2 separate regions of the Mus musculus genome follow, and region 2 is linked to region 1. The links are chromatin contacts, called in public HiChIP or PLAC-seq maps. All regions are on one chromosome and are shown on one strand. The core of a region is the stretch at or near the end of the contact, and the rest is flanking DNA. Distances in the headings are between cores, read along the strand shown. Region 1 has its middle 110 kb from the start of Tbx18. Region 2 holds the start of Tbx18 (T-box18).

Region 1 (7,492 bases), core at 1,495-3,994:
ACTAAGGAGGCTGAGTCAAGAGGACTACAATTTTGAGATTACACAGTAAGATTCTATCTGGAGAAAACTCAGCAGGATAAGAAAAACTTCAAGATGCAGGCATAAGCAAGGACTCCAGTGCCACTGGAAATACAGTGAAGAATTGACAGATGAGATTGTTTGCAATAGAGAAGCCTCTCTGATGCAAAGGAAGCAGGGTAACAGAGGGAAGAGATCACCTAGAGAATAAAAGGAAATCTTTGACAGCTACACACACACATACACACACAAGAAGGAGGAGGAGGAGGAGGAGGAGGAGGAGGAGGAAGAAGAGGAGGAGGAGGAGAAGAAGAAGAAGAAGAAGAAGAAGAAGAAGAAGAAGAAGAAGAAGAAGAGATTAATATCTTGACTATATAAATAGCTCAAAATATTAAGCACCAAGAAAGCAAACAATGCTATCAATAAATGAACAAAAAAATTCAACAAACAGTTTGCCAAAGCCAAAGTACAAATCGCCAACAGATGTTTTTAAAATGGTCAACATCCTTAGCTCTCAAGGAAGTACACATCTCATACTGGTCAGAATAGCTATCAATAAAAATACTAACAATTTCTGGGAAGGATGGAGGTAGGGCTTTATACACTGCTGTTGTAAACTAGTCTTATAAACATATGGAACCTGGGTCAAATATAATATATATGTATATGTGTATATGTGTATATGTGTATATGTGTGTATATGTGTATATGTGTATATGTGTGTATATGTGTATATGTGTATATGTGTGTATATGTGTATGTGTGTATATGTGTGTATATGTGTATATGTGTGTATATGTGTATATGTGTAATAATAAATATACTCTAATAGAAACCTCTAAAACATAATAATAATAGTAACTTAAAATCTCTCAATTTCCATTCCTCTTTAAATATAATTCTTATTTTCCTTGATAGCACTGGCAGCTTTTCAGCTTGGCATATTCACAAACAAATATTAGGAATACATAATCAAAAAGGGAGTACTTACCAAGTCTCTGAGAAATGGATACAAATTATAGACAACCCAGCACAAATTGTGGGCCTCAAGTATTCAACATAATAAAAGTAATAGAATAATAAAAATGTGATTGCTCTGCATAAATGAGCACTGAGCCATTCTCTTGTTATTCTTATAAATCTTTAAGGTGAACAGTGTTGCCTCTAACCTCAGTAAACCAGGGAATACCACAAGGTAACATAGGAAATGTGAATGTCTCTGAAGTGGTTATGAGGCAGGAGCACATGAACTTTGAAATGGTTATCTGCTTTTTCCCATACACAAACTCACCTCTCTGTGAAACTCGGATGCCTTTGACCAATTAGTTAATAGCAAAAGATGGGGAATTCCTGAAGATTATTTTTAGAGGGAGAATATGAGGATGTGCCCAAGTTCTAGAGACCATTATAGTCCCCCGCAGGATATTTGGGGAGGCGGCAGATGGCTTATACAGCCTTTCGTGAATCCACAGAAATGTGCTTTCTCTAAGAACATTGTGGACTCATCAGAGAATATGACTTTACCCAAAAAGGTAAAATGCAACTACGAGGTATGGGGCTAATTACTCATTGCTGTGACCGAGGAAGATTTGTTTGCTCAAGGGAATACAGTCCCTGTGGCAAAGGAGTTGCAGAAGGCAGCAGGGCACGATGCAGGAAGCAGAGAGAGATGAATGTTCCTGCTCACTTTGCTTTCTCCTTGTTATCCAGTCCTGGATCCAATGGCGTGGGAGGGTGCCACTTATGTTTGGCATTCTCTAAACACCAGCATAATCACACAGAGAGATGTTTCCATGGCCTAGTGACAATGAATATCAGCCATCACAGAGGCTATAACGTACAAAGATGGCTTTTGTCGTGAAGCTGGTATGGCGGCACAGCATTAGGGTTTTCTCTGCCTCTAGATGATTTTTACAGGGTCTGTTCTATGTTCCCACTGAGTCAGTTTAGTTCCATACTATGCCCTGCTCAGATAGAAGGCCATGATTCCCCTGGCCACTGACCTAGCAGGATTACAGTTTAGTTTCCTGTAAAAGTCTTGTAAGAAAGCCACCGTTTGCAAGGCCGTTTACTTGGTCGAGTACTTACTGTTCTGCTAGTGTGACAGTCTACACTCTCCATTCTATCCTACACTGTCTTCTGTCTTGGCTTCTTTCACAGAGAGCTGGCAGTAAAACCTTCCCCTGGGGGTGGGGGTGGGGGTAAATAAGACATTTTAGGCTCTTGTTTGTTTAGTGTAAGTACGGACTGGTGACTGAATAATTCTATTTTTTTTTATTACTAAAGGCAGAAACATTTTCACTGGAAAAGTCGGCATAACATGCAAATGCACTCTAACATCTTACCGCGATAAGCTATTGTGCCCTTTCGTTGTCTTATTTGGGTTATTGAGTATAGAGAGGTCCAATTTTGAAGAGTATCTCTTTTCATGTGCGATTTCCCTAACTCATGCCCCTTTGCTCCAGCTGTCTGTTTCAAGCGTGAAAATATCCCAGCAAACATGACGCAATGTGAAGCTAGAGACCAAACACAGCTCCTCCTCTCTGCATTCCATTTAAGCTGTGAGCCTAGGACTCAGTCTTTCTCACACCGTGCTCCTGAGGCTCCTGTTCAACTGTCAGTACAAAGGCAACTGGGATTGGTCAGGGGCCTCTGTCCCCGTGTGCAGGCAGACCCACTTCTGGAATGCCCTCTCTGACTCAGCCTCACCACCAAGATTACAGTTATCTGCACTTAAATACCAGTCACTCCCGACTGGAGTAAGAGGAGACACCCAGGCAGTCCCAGCGAGGCAAGAGAGCAGTGCCTTCTATCTCATCTGTTTTCAGGCTAGAGTCTCCCTGTCAGGCTCCCAGATAAAAGGCAGAGGAGGATTTTCAGTGCATTCCTTCCGACCCACTGATTCCAGAAGAGTGCTTGGCAGCAGAACGCCAGTGAATCCCCCCCCCCCCCCCCAAGCTTCTCAGCCTTGATGCCTCTGACCTCCCGCGATCATAGGAACAACGTTCATGCCTTGGCTGTGACGCTGTAGGTAAAAGCTACGGCTTTTCAGCTTGCAGTCAGCTGGCATCTCACATATTAATGCTGGCTGGTATTTTCAGATGGTATGTGTATAAATGTAATAATACGATCTTGGCCATTTGCACTGATAATGATTCCCATTGCTAGAATGCGTACCTACTTTTAAAAGAGAATTTTAAAAGGTAAATAATCTTAAAGAATTAAAACTTCCCGCCTCACCCAGTTGACAACTCGTCTGGGGACTTTTAATGTGCCGTAATCTTTCCTCTCTTCATCAAATTAAGTTATACTTGTAAAATGCCTTCTCAATGGTGAAAAGCCATTCTTCAAATCGATCATATACCTCTCCCATCCCAAACACTCCCGCCAAGGACATAGGCAGTACCAAACACAACAAAGAGAGAGTGGTTTGCCCTCCAAGTCTACTTCTCTTCAGAGTCTTCTCAGTCAATGTTCTTTTCTTTTTTCTTCCTTTTTTAAAAATAACTATGTATTGTTTAATATTCTCCTTGAACCTTTATATATGGCATATTGATACAATTTCCACCCCCCCCTTGGGTATTTTCTTTATTTACATTTCAAATGTTTTCCCCTTTCCAGGTCTCCCCTTTGAAAACTCCCATCCCATCTCCCTTCCCTCTGCCTCTATGAGGGTGCTCTCCCACCCACCCACTCCCATCCTCCTGCCCTGGCATTCCTCTACACTGGGGCATCAAACACCCTCAGGCCCAAGGGCCTCTCCTCCCACTGATGTCCAACAAATCTCCCTGTAGTGGTTTGAATGAGAGATGTTCCCCATCTGCTTGGGTATCTGAACATCGGTTCCCAGTTGGGAAGGTGGTGGTACAGCCTTTCCGGAGGAAGCACATCCCTTCACATCCTCTACTGAATGGTTGTGACTGAAGATGCGACCTCTCAGCATGCCTGCTTCCATGTCTCTCCCACCATTAAGGACTCTCCCTCTGGAAATTAACTCGATTTTCTTTAAGTTGTGTTTAGTTATAGTGTTTTATCAAAGCAACAGTGAAGTAGCTAGTACATTGAGCAGAAACATGAAAATTTAGAAGGCAGTTTTATACCAGGTCTACTTAGCTTATCAATAACTTAAAGCTGTGAAGTTATCCTAATATTTGGAGGAAAAAAGTCTATATCCTCTATTTTTCATAGCACCTTTTATTTCCGTTATGACAATACATAGTAAGAAGGGCTTTCTTTTGCTATAATAATTTATTTCCAATCCATTATATTCAGTGTGTTTTGCTTCAGTACAAGGCTCTCGTTATAAGAGCTTTTACAGTGGCCAGTGCAAATCTATCATTTGCAATGAATAAGCATGTAACTGAAACACGAAAAGTGTTTTATTTTAATATACAAAGACATTTGGCCTGGTCCTTTTGCCTCTGTGCTTATGGATTTATGAATATGGTATAATTTCTTGCAGAATATGCTTCTAGGGTATTTTCCCTTAAATGTTACTCATTGTTAAGATGAAATTGGAAAACATAGGCTTATCAATCCTAAAGAAAAATATGTCATCCAGAGCAAATTTTTTTATTTAATCTTTTATTTATTTATTTATCTATTTATTTATTTAATTTTTTTATACTCCAAACCTCATTCCCCTCCCTGTCTACCCCCCAACTGTTCTACATTTCATATCTCCTCCCCACCCCATGTCTCCATGAGGATGTTCCTCAACCCCCAACCTCCCACCCCACCAGACCTCTAAACTCCCTGAGGCCTCCAGTCTCTTGAGAGTTAGGTGTATCTTCTCTGACTGAACCCAGACCCAGAAGTCTTTTGCTATATATGTGTTGTTGGGGGCGGGGGGAGGCTTAGCTGGTGTATGCTGTCCAGTTGGTAGTCCATCCACAGAACTCAAAAAGGTCAACAAGCTGAAGGGCCCAAGTGAGGACACCCCAGTCCCACTTGGGAGGGAGAAGAAAGCAAACACAAGGGAAGAAGGAAAGAGGGGCCTGGGAGGGAAAGTGGAAGGGATTGGGGGTGGGGGTAAGAGGGGAACTTGCTATGGTGTTGAGTAAGGGAAAAAGACTGAAGCCCAGAGGGCCAGCAGAAAGATGGAAACAGGCAACCTCAGGAGGTGGGGTGGTGGGACCCTCCGGAATGCACTAGAGACCTAGGAGTTGAGAGACTCTCAGGACTTAAAGGGAGGGACCTTGGATAAATTGCCCTACAGTGGGGAGGGGGAACATACAGAGTCCACCTCCAGCAGAAAGACAGAGAGTCGAGTGAGGGAGAGGGTTGCCAAACCACAGTCAAAACTCTGACCCATAATTGTTTCTGTCTGAAAGAACTGCAGGGATGGAAATGGAGAGGACCCTGAGGGAAAGAAGGTCCAGTGGCAGGCCCAAAGTGGGATCCAGCTCAAGGGGAGGTCCCAAGGCCTGACACTATTACTGAGACTATGGAGCACTCACAATAAGGGGCCTATCATGACTGCCCTCTGAAAGACACAAGCAGCTGAAAGAGTCAGATGCAGATATTTGCACCCAACCAATGGACAGAAGCTGCTGACCTCTGTGGTTGAATTTGGGGAAAGGCTGAGGAGGAGGACGACCCTGTAGGAGGACCAGCAGTCTCAATTAACCTGGACCCCCAAGATCTCTCAAACATCTAGAGCATGTTAATACATGCTGTATTTTTCTCTGTGGAATACAGAATAACTCTCTCCAAGAAGACCCCACGTAATCCTCAGAACCTGAGAGTATATTAGGTTACAAGTCAAAAGATCACCGACAGATGTGATTAACCTCATTCATCATAGGACCTTAAAACAGAGAGATTGCCCTGGATTGTCCAACATAATTGCATGATGCATAACAACATTATGAACTAACCAGTACCCCGGAGCTCTTGACTCTAGCTGCATATGTATCAAAAGATGGCCTAGTCGGCCATCACTGGAAAGAGAGGCCCATTGGACACGCAAACTTTATATGCCCCAGTACAGGGGAACGCCAGGGCCAAAAAGGGGGAGTGGGTGGGTAGGGGAGTGGGGGTGGGTGGGTATGGGGGACTTTTGGTATAGCATTGGAAATGTAAATGAGCTAAATACCTAATAAAAAATGGAAAAGAGAAAAAAAAATGTGGAAAAACCATATGGTCAGAGGATTGTGGTATAAGAAGAGGCAAGAAAGACGTAAGGAGTGAAAAAGATAGGGAACATCCCTGGACATAAGCTGGGGACTGTGCCAGCTTCAAGCCCTGAAATAGCATCTAGATTGTAAAATCTCAGTCGTTCAATCATAATGAACTGAATTCAGACAACCACTGGACGAGCAAGTGAACAAGCTTTCCACTGAAGAGTCACAAAGAAACACAGTTCTGATCACACCCAGTTGCCTGCCGGTCCTATGAGATTTGCACAGGGCTTCTGACATACAAAACTCTGAGATAGTATGTGTATGCTACTTTAATTCACGAAATTTGTAGTAGTTTGTTTCAATGACAATAGAAAAGTGATATACCCTACAAGTGGCATTCAGATGCCTTTGACAAGTGGTGGGTTAAACTAGTTAGAACTAAGACTAGAATGCATTTCTTTGTTGAAAGTCTAAAGGCACTTTTTTTCCCCATGAGGAATTATTCTAAAGCACTATGCTGTGATTTATTCTTAGAGTCAATCACTCTTTCTACAAACACTCTCAAGTGCCCACTGTCTGTGCACACACTGAAATACATGATGATCCCTAAGCCTTATGGACCTTTTCTTGTAAGCGTATCTGTTGGGGTTGGGTTTCCCATGATCTTATCCCTGCATTATGACCAACTATGACTTTTTAAAGTGGTCTCCATCTGTCGTAAAGACAGGATATTATGACAGAGGGTGTGAGCTATAGCTATCTGTAAGTATAAGGGTACTTTTTAAATACAGTTAGGTATTGTGTTGGGCAAATACAGTGGAGATAATAAGTTTTCTTCTAAGAGCCACAGCCTGACTAGCCAAGGTACCATATCCCTCCCATTGATTGGGCTTTAAGTCCAGTTAGACACCCACCAGAGATGAGCACCATAATTGCAGCTTTAGGGATATCTCACTATGCTGGACCTTGCTGTGTTTCATAGGCATTACAGTTGGGCAGGACTACTGATGGCTTCCCTACCTTGGCAGCTTACCTTGTACTAAGAAAAGCTAGAGAAGACAAAGGAGGCTTGGTTTGTGGACTGTGTCTGTCACTGAACCTGAAGTTCACTGATTGGTTAAGCTGGCTGGCCAGCTACAAGATCACCACATCCCCAGCACTGGGTTACATACACATGCTTACCACCAATCTTGTTCTCAGCTTTGATGGAACTCATGTCCTTGGGTGTTCACAGCTGTTACTTTATCCTCTGAGCTATCCTCTCAATTCTCATGAATCTTTCTCTGTATGTAGCAACTCATAGAAATGTCCACATTCTTAGGTGTTTTCCTGCTTCCTATTATAATAAT
Region 2 (7,492 bases), core at 2,094-4,593, 110 kb after region 1:
TTCCTGTCTGCAGCCTGGTAAGGTAAAGTGCAAAAGGCGCTCTAAATTTGAAAGGTATAGTAAAACTTCTTTATTGGAAGCAGAAACTAAACACAACGTATATTTATGAATTTCCTCCCCCCACCACAACCCAAAAATGTTTTCTTTTCTAACCACAATTATTGCTAATTAAAGCAAACGAAAATTCCATTTTCTCCTGACTTCCCAGATATATGTATTAAAGGAGAAGTTGAAGTCAGCCCACATCATACCTTTAAAAAGAGCACAGAAGCAAGAAATACAGGAGCACATTACCATGCATTAAAAACAACATCAGTTTCACCCTTTTAAAAAAAAAAAACCTTTCTTTTAATGATTTATGTCTAGGACCCTCCAACTAATCTCATTTTTGTTAAGTTAACCTTATAACACAAATTTATTTACCGATTTTCCTACAACAGTGTTATTAAAGACCGCTGCCAGCGAAAGGAAAGTCCATAACTATTAACTAAACATGAGAGCAGTTTAATATGCTGGCTGTTTTAGTGTTCTTTCAGTGCACCTGTAAGATAAAGAGTAAAGGTCTTTAACTACATCCTTTATAAGACAACTGTTGCTTTGTGTTGGTGAAGAACACATTTGGATCATTAATAAAAACTCCCCGAGAATGCAGAAGGTAGCATATGGATTCAATAAAATATGTTTTTGTAATTTCTAATAAGTTTGGATACTTTTATGCTAGCCAGGTTTTTACCATGTGTACTCCCCGAAAGAGTTGTGTGTGCTTTTTAAAGAACCTTTAAAGGGATCGTATTATTCTTAGATTTCATTACACTAAATGAGCCGAAAACTTGAAAGTGCAAGTTTCTCGCACTGACCTCAAATTAATATGATGTGGCCAACAAATCCATTTATTTGACTAATGAACCATACACGAATTACACAGTCTAAAAAAAACATTAACTTCGTTCCAACGTTTTTGCATTCTATTAATTTAAGGTAGTGGACTGTGTGTGTGTGTGTGTGTGTGTGTGTGGTGTCTACAGTTTTAAAAATCAGACTAATGATTCTTGATACATGATTAAACATGACCATAGTGACTTTTCATGGTAGCCTAATATCAGAATAACACAATACACCATGGACTGGGTGCTGGGACCAATCTGGAAGTTTTGAATTTAAAAAAAAGAAATCGGAGTATGCTAAAAAATACTATTAAAATAAAAAATAACTAAAACAGGAGAGGTCATGTATAACCTAGTTCAGGACTGATAACTAGAGCCTAAATAAATGTAAACTGAGGTGCACATGACATACCTGTAACTACTTCACACTCCCTAACCCAGAGCATGGATCGCTAAGGCTGTAGCACCCAACTTGACAAAGATCTTTCAGACCTAAATGAAACTGGGCCGGGATGCGCCCTTCCTCGACAGTGCTTTGGGAAAGAAAGCAGTAAAGATTTAGAAAGGAAGCTACTGTCTGGGGCCCTGTTGGGTGGGTCAGAGCTGCGGCCAGGGTCCGGTGAGGCCAAAGTCCCAGGACACACGGAGACTCAAGCTTACCTGCCGGCTTTGGTGATGATCATCTCGGTGCCTATTTCGTGAAAGCGCTTCCAGAGCTCCGCTCCTTGCAGATCTACTCTCGGGGCCTGCGGCGCGGGCAGCGGGGTCCCCGGTCGTGCCAAGCCAGGTACGGGAGACCCTTTCGGGGAGCCTCCCGGGGATGCCAACGGGGAGGCGCCCTGCAGGAAGCCATCCTCACAGCTGCCTGGACAGCAGAGGGTAGAGACGGGGAAGCAGTGAGGGGGCGATCCGGCCTTGAGGATCATCTCAGGGCCAGGCCCTAGGACAGCTGCCCGCAGTCCTGCCGCGCGGGGCGATCGGAGTTGCCTTGAGGCCTTTAGGGTCCCACCGAGTTCCTATGTCCCAGAGCCAGGCCCGCAAACTCCCCATGCGCCCCGCCTTGTGGGCCTGAGACCTGTCCCCGAGCTCACTGTCCCTGGGCGCAGATCTCACTGCGGCCGCTGCCGGGATCTGCTCCGGTCACCCCTTCCTCCCTCCGCCCCAGGAGGCCGCCGGGCCTCTGGGCCTCGCGCGAGGCACTTTCTGAGAACTTCCCCAAACCCCGCTCCAGGCAATCCTCCGGGCTGCTGGCTCTCCGGGCCCCGCAGCACAGCGGATAGAAGAGAGCTAAAAGCCCGCCCCGAGGCGCCCTGGGCTCCGGAGGAGTAGCGCTCCGCGTTCAGAAGGGCAGAGAGTGTGGGCGAGCTCGCCGCCGCCTCCCCGGTTGGCGCACCCAACTTCTGGGCGTCCGAGCCCTTTTCCGCGCTTTTAGCCCGCGCCCTCCCGCACGCGCCCCGGGGGCCCCTAAAACTTAGAGAAGTGAAAAGCAGCGGCAGCCCTGGGCTCGAACCCTCCCGGCGCAGAGGCGAGGACGGCGGCAGCCCGCCGAGCCGGGCAGAGAGCCGCGGATGGACGGTGTGCGGGGCCGACGGCTCAACGCCTGCCCCCGGGGCTCGGCGGCGGAGGCCCGGGAGGAGCGGGCGCTAGCGCTGCCTCACCGAAGCTCAGGTTCGCGGGAGCCGGGCGGAGACGCACCGGGAAGCCGCTGGGGCAGGAAGGGATCGATCGACTCACCCGCCGCTCCGCGGGAGCCACAGCTCCGCTCCGCGTCCGCGCAGCTCCGCGCTGGCCCGGACGCCGCCCCGGCTGCCGGCGGCGGGGCAGCCGCTTCTTCGTCGGCCTCCGAGCAGCCGTGCTCCCCCGCGCCTCCGCTACGGCTGCAGCCTGCGTCTTCCACCGCCCCCGCCGCCTCTTCCGTGGCCAGCTTTCTCCGCTTCTTTTGAAGCTGTTGCTGCTTCTCGGCGCCGATCAGTGCCTCCACAGAGAAGGCGTGCGCCTTGAGGCTTAGCATGCTGCACGGTGAGCCCCTCCGCTTCTCCGCCATCCCCGCCTCCCCGAGCCCGCTCGCCCCTCTCTCATATACTCGCGGCTGGGGCGCACGCACGCGCTCGCCCTCCTGGCCCCCCACCAAACGCTCCGCAGCTCCCGATGCCTCCCGAGATCTGTCCCCTTCCTAGCTGCGGGCAAAAACAAATTTGCCGTTTCCTCTTTCTCTGGCGTTGGGATCCGAGGAAGCAGGAACGCGGCCGCCAAGTTTCCTTCCCTCTGTCTCTCCCTCGAGTTCAATGATGCACTTCTTGACTCCCAAACCCTCCACCTCCTCCTGCTGCTCCAAGATCTGCCTCGACTGATGAGCCCGAGAGGACTAACACGGGGAAAAAAAAAACACTCTGCGGACACAAATTAGGGATTGTAATTGAAATTTGTTGCCTTGATCTGTCAGCACTTCAAGGCAGGAGAGCGGTGGGAAGAACTTGCTCATTAGTGTCAATAAAGCGGCGGGGGAGGGTCCTATGGAGCTGTCCATCACCGAAACGGTTTACCAATCAGGAGAATCTAACTCCGCTCAGCCCGCGCCCACTTCCTTACAAGGTCGGAAAATCTCAGACCGAAAAGCGCCGCCATCTGGCTCGTCTCTGCCAGTCTCTAGAAAGCTGAACCCTCTTTTGCTGACACCCGCCAACCCAGTCGCTTCTCAGGCTTTTCTTATCAGGACCAGGAAAGGCTGAGCCTCAGGGTTTAACCGAGAAAAGAGATCCGTAACTAGTAGTATAGAGGATCTTTCAAGGACCCTTAAATCTCCGGTCTCTCATCCCTGTCCATGGGGCTAAGAAGTACATTTGGAGGAGGCAGGAACTTACAGCCAACAGTTTGTTGTTTCTCACTTAAACATTCCTGCATCTATTGATGCCCACTGTATGGAGAGAATGACCACGGGCTTGAATCTTACTCCGAAGATTTTTTTCTTACGTGAGATGAGTTTACGCATATTTGATATTTTTTAGATTTAAAAATTAATCATTGTAATATCTCTCAGACCTTCATATAACCGATTCAGGAAAGGTGTCTCCTTTTATTTAGGACTAATTATTTTAAAACGTAGGTCCTGGGATTTTAATTCTGTTTGTCTTTAATGATATAGGTTTAACTTCAAAACTTCACAAAGTAAACCATGTTTTATGAATTTCTGTATGTTTTTTGAAAGTTCTGTATGTTAAAAGTAGCTTCGTATTCATATTGGTTTTTTTTTTTAATCGGCGTGTTTCTTTAAAATAAATTCAAAAGAAAGCAGAACTCTAGAATTGAACGATCGCAAACATGTATGTGCAGTTCTGTTGTTTAAACTCAACATTTTCTTAGGATTAACAGGATGTGGGTTTGATGGGGATAATAAAAAAAATCACTTGTAGAATAAAATTCACTATGTGCACAAATCTTTAGTATAAAATAGGCCAGGGACGATTCGTTTTGTTTCATTTTGCTTTGCCTCCTTTATTCGATGTTCATTTAAACACTGCAGTCCTAGCTTTCTTCTGGCTTCTCCTCGGCATTCAGGAAAATGGCCTCTGAAAGTACCATCAACCCCGGAAGGAGGGTTTTGTTTTTAAATCATAGATAGAGAAACCTGCAGTTCCTTCAGGACTGGAGTGCTGGGAAGAAATTGAACCAAGCAGCGAGTGCCTAGAGGCGCCTGCAAGGCCTGGGCCAGAAAGGACTTGGTAATATCTTTGCTGTGGATGCAGATTTTTAAATGCCTGAAAAATGCGTTCAATTGGAAGACATTGTTTTATTTGGGGCACTGGGAGCCGGTGTAGCCTACTGGCTTGAAGCTGTCTGGAGAAGCTCTCGCAGACTCATCAGAGTGTAGGGTGATGTGGTATCCTGAATAAGTTCAACCCGGTTAGTGAAGTTTGGCCTAAAGCGGGAGCCAACCAGAAAGCTTGAAGAGGCAGCCTGGAAAGTTCTGGGTTAGTAGGGAGAGTCTAGGACGAAGTCTGTAGAGTTTAAGCAAACAACTCAAGGCCCTGTGTGAAGCTCCCGCGTGAAGCTACGTATCTTCAGTTGCCCATTGAGCTAGAGCGCCCAGCCCCAGCCCTGGGCCCTCATAGATGGTCCAATGGAGCGGTTCTCCGAGCAAGGCCGGCTTGCAGCCTAAGGGATTCATAAATTCTGTGACGGAGGTGGGGGGGGGGGTGGAGTCACTAAAAGGTTTCTGGCATACTCGACCAGCCCGCAGGAGGAGGCTGGGCGGCTGATTCCAAGAAACCGCAGGGATTTCCAGACCGGAAGCCTACTTTGTAGTTATGATCTTGTCCCTTTAAATGCCGCACAGTTCAAACTGGTTTGGGATGTTGAAACAGGCCTTCTAGGCTACCCTGAGGAGCACAGGGTCCCAAGCCCTCCGCTGTCCCTCTGCGTCTTCTTCCAACGTTACCCCTGGCAGCTGGAGCCTCGGGGTACAAAATTTGACTTGGGTTCATATAACAAACAAACTGGAAAACAATATTACAAACTAACAACAAAAATAAAAGTAGTAGCTATGGGTCCAAGTATGCGCAGAGCTCTTGAGGCAGAATGAGGGCGCTAGCTCCCTTAGCTTGAATGAGGGCGCTAGCTCCCTTACTACTGGTCCCACTGCTTGAATCCCGCTCCAGCTCCAGGACCAAGGACAAACTGGTTCCCCCTTGGGTTGCAAACTGTGTACACAGAGCACGACCTGCAATCCTTGGAAACTATCAGAGAACCTCATCCCGGGCTGGATAGCGAAACTAGACCCCAGTCCGCTGAGAAGTCAAGGAAAGGGGTTTTACGGAAGCCTTAGTTTCCCGAGGCCTTTCTCCCCCCCCCCACCCCACCCCCCGTCCCCACCCCCACCCCCGGTTGCAACAAATGTATGCTTAAGAAAAGGCCAAATCCTGCTGTTCAAATCAAGAGAGTGACGAATGCACTGCCACTCGGCGTGCCCCACCCCGAACCTCCAAATCCTGGAGTCTCATTTGCAAGGCTTGGTCTGCACGCACCTATGATCTCCTGTAGAGGTGTTGGTGTATGCTTGGTCACCCGGGAGTGTGTTCCTATAACTCAGGGAGAGAAAAATCTCTTTTCCCATTGTATTACCTACATTAAGGAAGGATTAGAAGTGGAAGAGTGTGCAGTCGGGCCTCTGCCGGCACTTGCCAAACACTATTTTAACTGAAAGCCACTCTGGGGTTGGAGTCAGCCTAAGCGAACTGGTAGCTAAAGGAAAGGCAGAAAATCCTGGAGGGTCCAGATTTGGCGAGGGGAGAGAGATGATGAATGCTGGAATCAGGATCCCACGGAATAACCAAGATGTGTGTGTGTGTGTGTGTGTGTGTGTGTGTGTGTGTGTGTGTGTGTGTGTGTTGGGGAGGGGAGCGTGAAGGAAAGGATAGACGTTTAAATACCATATCTGCTCTCTGCTTTTTCTGATGCAGTTCTGAAACATTCTTCTTAAAAGAAAAATAATGAAGAAAACATTCTCTCCATCTGCATGATGCTTTTTAGTCTCTGTCTCTGTCTCTCTCTCTCTGTCTCTCTGTCTCTCTCTCTCTCTGTGTGTGTGGGGGGGTGTGTGTGATGACTTGCTGTTTCATTTTTTTCTGGTTGATAAGACACCTATTTTTTTTTAATAAACAACCGGTGATTTTCTAAAAATAGACAGGCCTATCTAGACTTCAGTGTGTACTAGTCAGCCTTTCCACGCTTTTACAATCAGTGTAAAACATTCTAACCTATATGTTTGATTTCGTGCACTAGTTTGGTTTCTTGCACTAGAAACCTAATATACTGATATAGAAACAAAGTGAGCAGTCAGCTGAACTCAGGGACACTGGCGGTGGTCCCTGGATCCTTTCTACACATGTAAAAAAGCTATTTTAATATTAACGAAAAGATTAACTGAGTGAGAGATGCAGAAACAGGCTGGGCTGAGGGGTGAGCACTGTTAGAACACAAGAGCAAGAAGGACGGATTACCTTGTGCTTTGTAACTGGATCTCAGAAGGAGATGCCGGCACTTCCTTCAGGACCGTGGCATCAACACCTCTCACAATTTACCAGGCTACAGAGCGCTCTGCTTCTCGCTCTTGGCCTTCCTTCATTCTGGGCACAGGCTTCTTTGCTTCTCCCTCTAATCTGGATTAATGCAAAACAAGTCATAATCCGTATAAATTTACCAAGGCTTTGAATGGCAAATCGGAGCTGGCTGGGCTGTAAGAACTCACCCCTCCCACCCCCCCCCCCCCCCCACCGTGCAGCTGCAAGCCTAGAGGGAGCAGAAAGAGCCAAAGCTGGGATTCAGCTGGCTTCTGTTACTGACTCTCAGCCCACACTAGCTCCCATTTCTTTTATTGTCTCCCAACAACGGGTCTCCTCTCAGTTCCAATTAGGTAAGACAAAGACCCCAATCAATGAACCCACGAACAGGCTCGGCTCCAACAACACATTCAGAACCCCCCTAGTGCTCAGAAGCGTTCGGGCCCAGAGTTTCCTCTCCAACCTCGATCTCTCAACACAGGCTTGCGCTTCCTCTGCGTTCTAGAGGTATGGTCTCTGGGTCAAATGAATGCAAGCCCCTCTTCCTTCTTC

What was found. HiChIP or PLAC-seq counts read pairs in DNA pulled down with a chosen protein or histone mark.
Region 2: an H3K27ac HiChIP or PLAC-seq map of heart atrium shows a contact between it and region 1, with 4 times the contacts expected there. The contact joins the promoter of Tbx18 here to the enhancer-like site in region 1. A contact is called at or near these places in 2 of 484 Hi-C or Micro-C datasets (nephron progenitors and ventricular fibroblasts), 2 of 115 datasets of contacts at active chromatin or transcription factors (cardiomyocytes and heart atrium) and 1 of 9 other capture datasets (adipose tissue).

Annotation. Positions count from the first base shown.
Region 1 is chr9:87,615,762-87,623,253 of GRCm38.p6, forward strand. No RefSeq gene overlaps it. Among named protein-coding and RNA genes, the nearest start is that of Tbx18, 110 kb to the right of the region's middle. Within about 2 kb of position 2,745, at least 36 of the 459 cell types and tissues checked have an H3K27ac peak or open chromatin away from gene starts, as enhancers often do. A contact at or near this core is called in adipose tissue and heart atrium, where this site is marked.
Region 2 is chr9:87,727,917-87,735,408 of GRCm38.p6, forward strand. It overlaps Tbx18 (T-box18), which reads right to left and starts at 3,344. Exons shown (of 8, transcript NM_023814.4): 1 at 2,619-3,344; 2 at 1,545-1,749. The coding sequence starts at 2,928.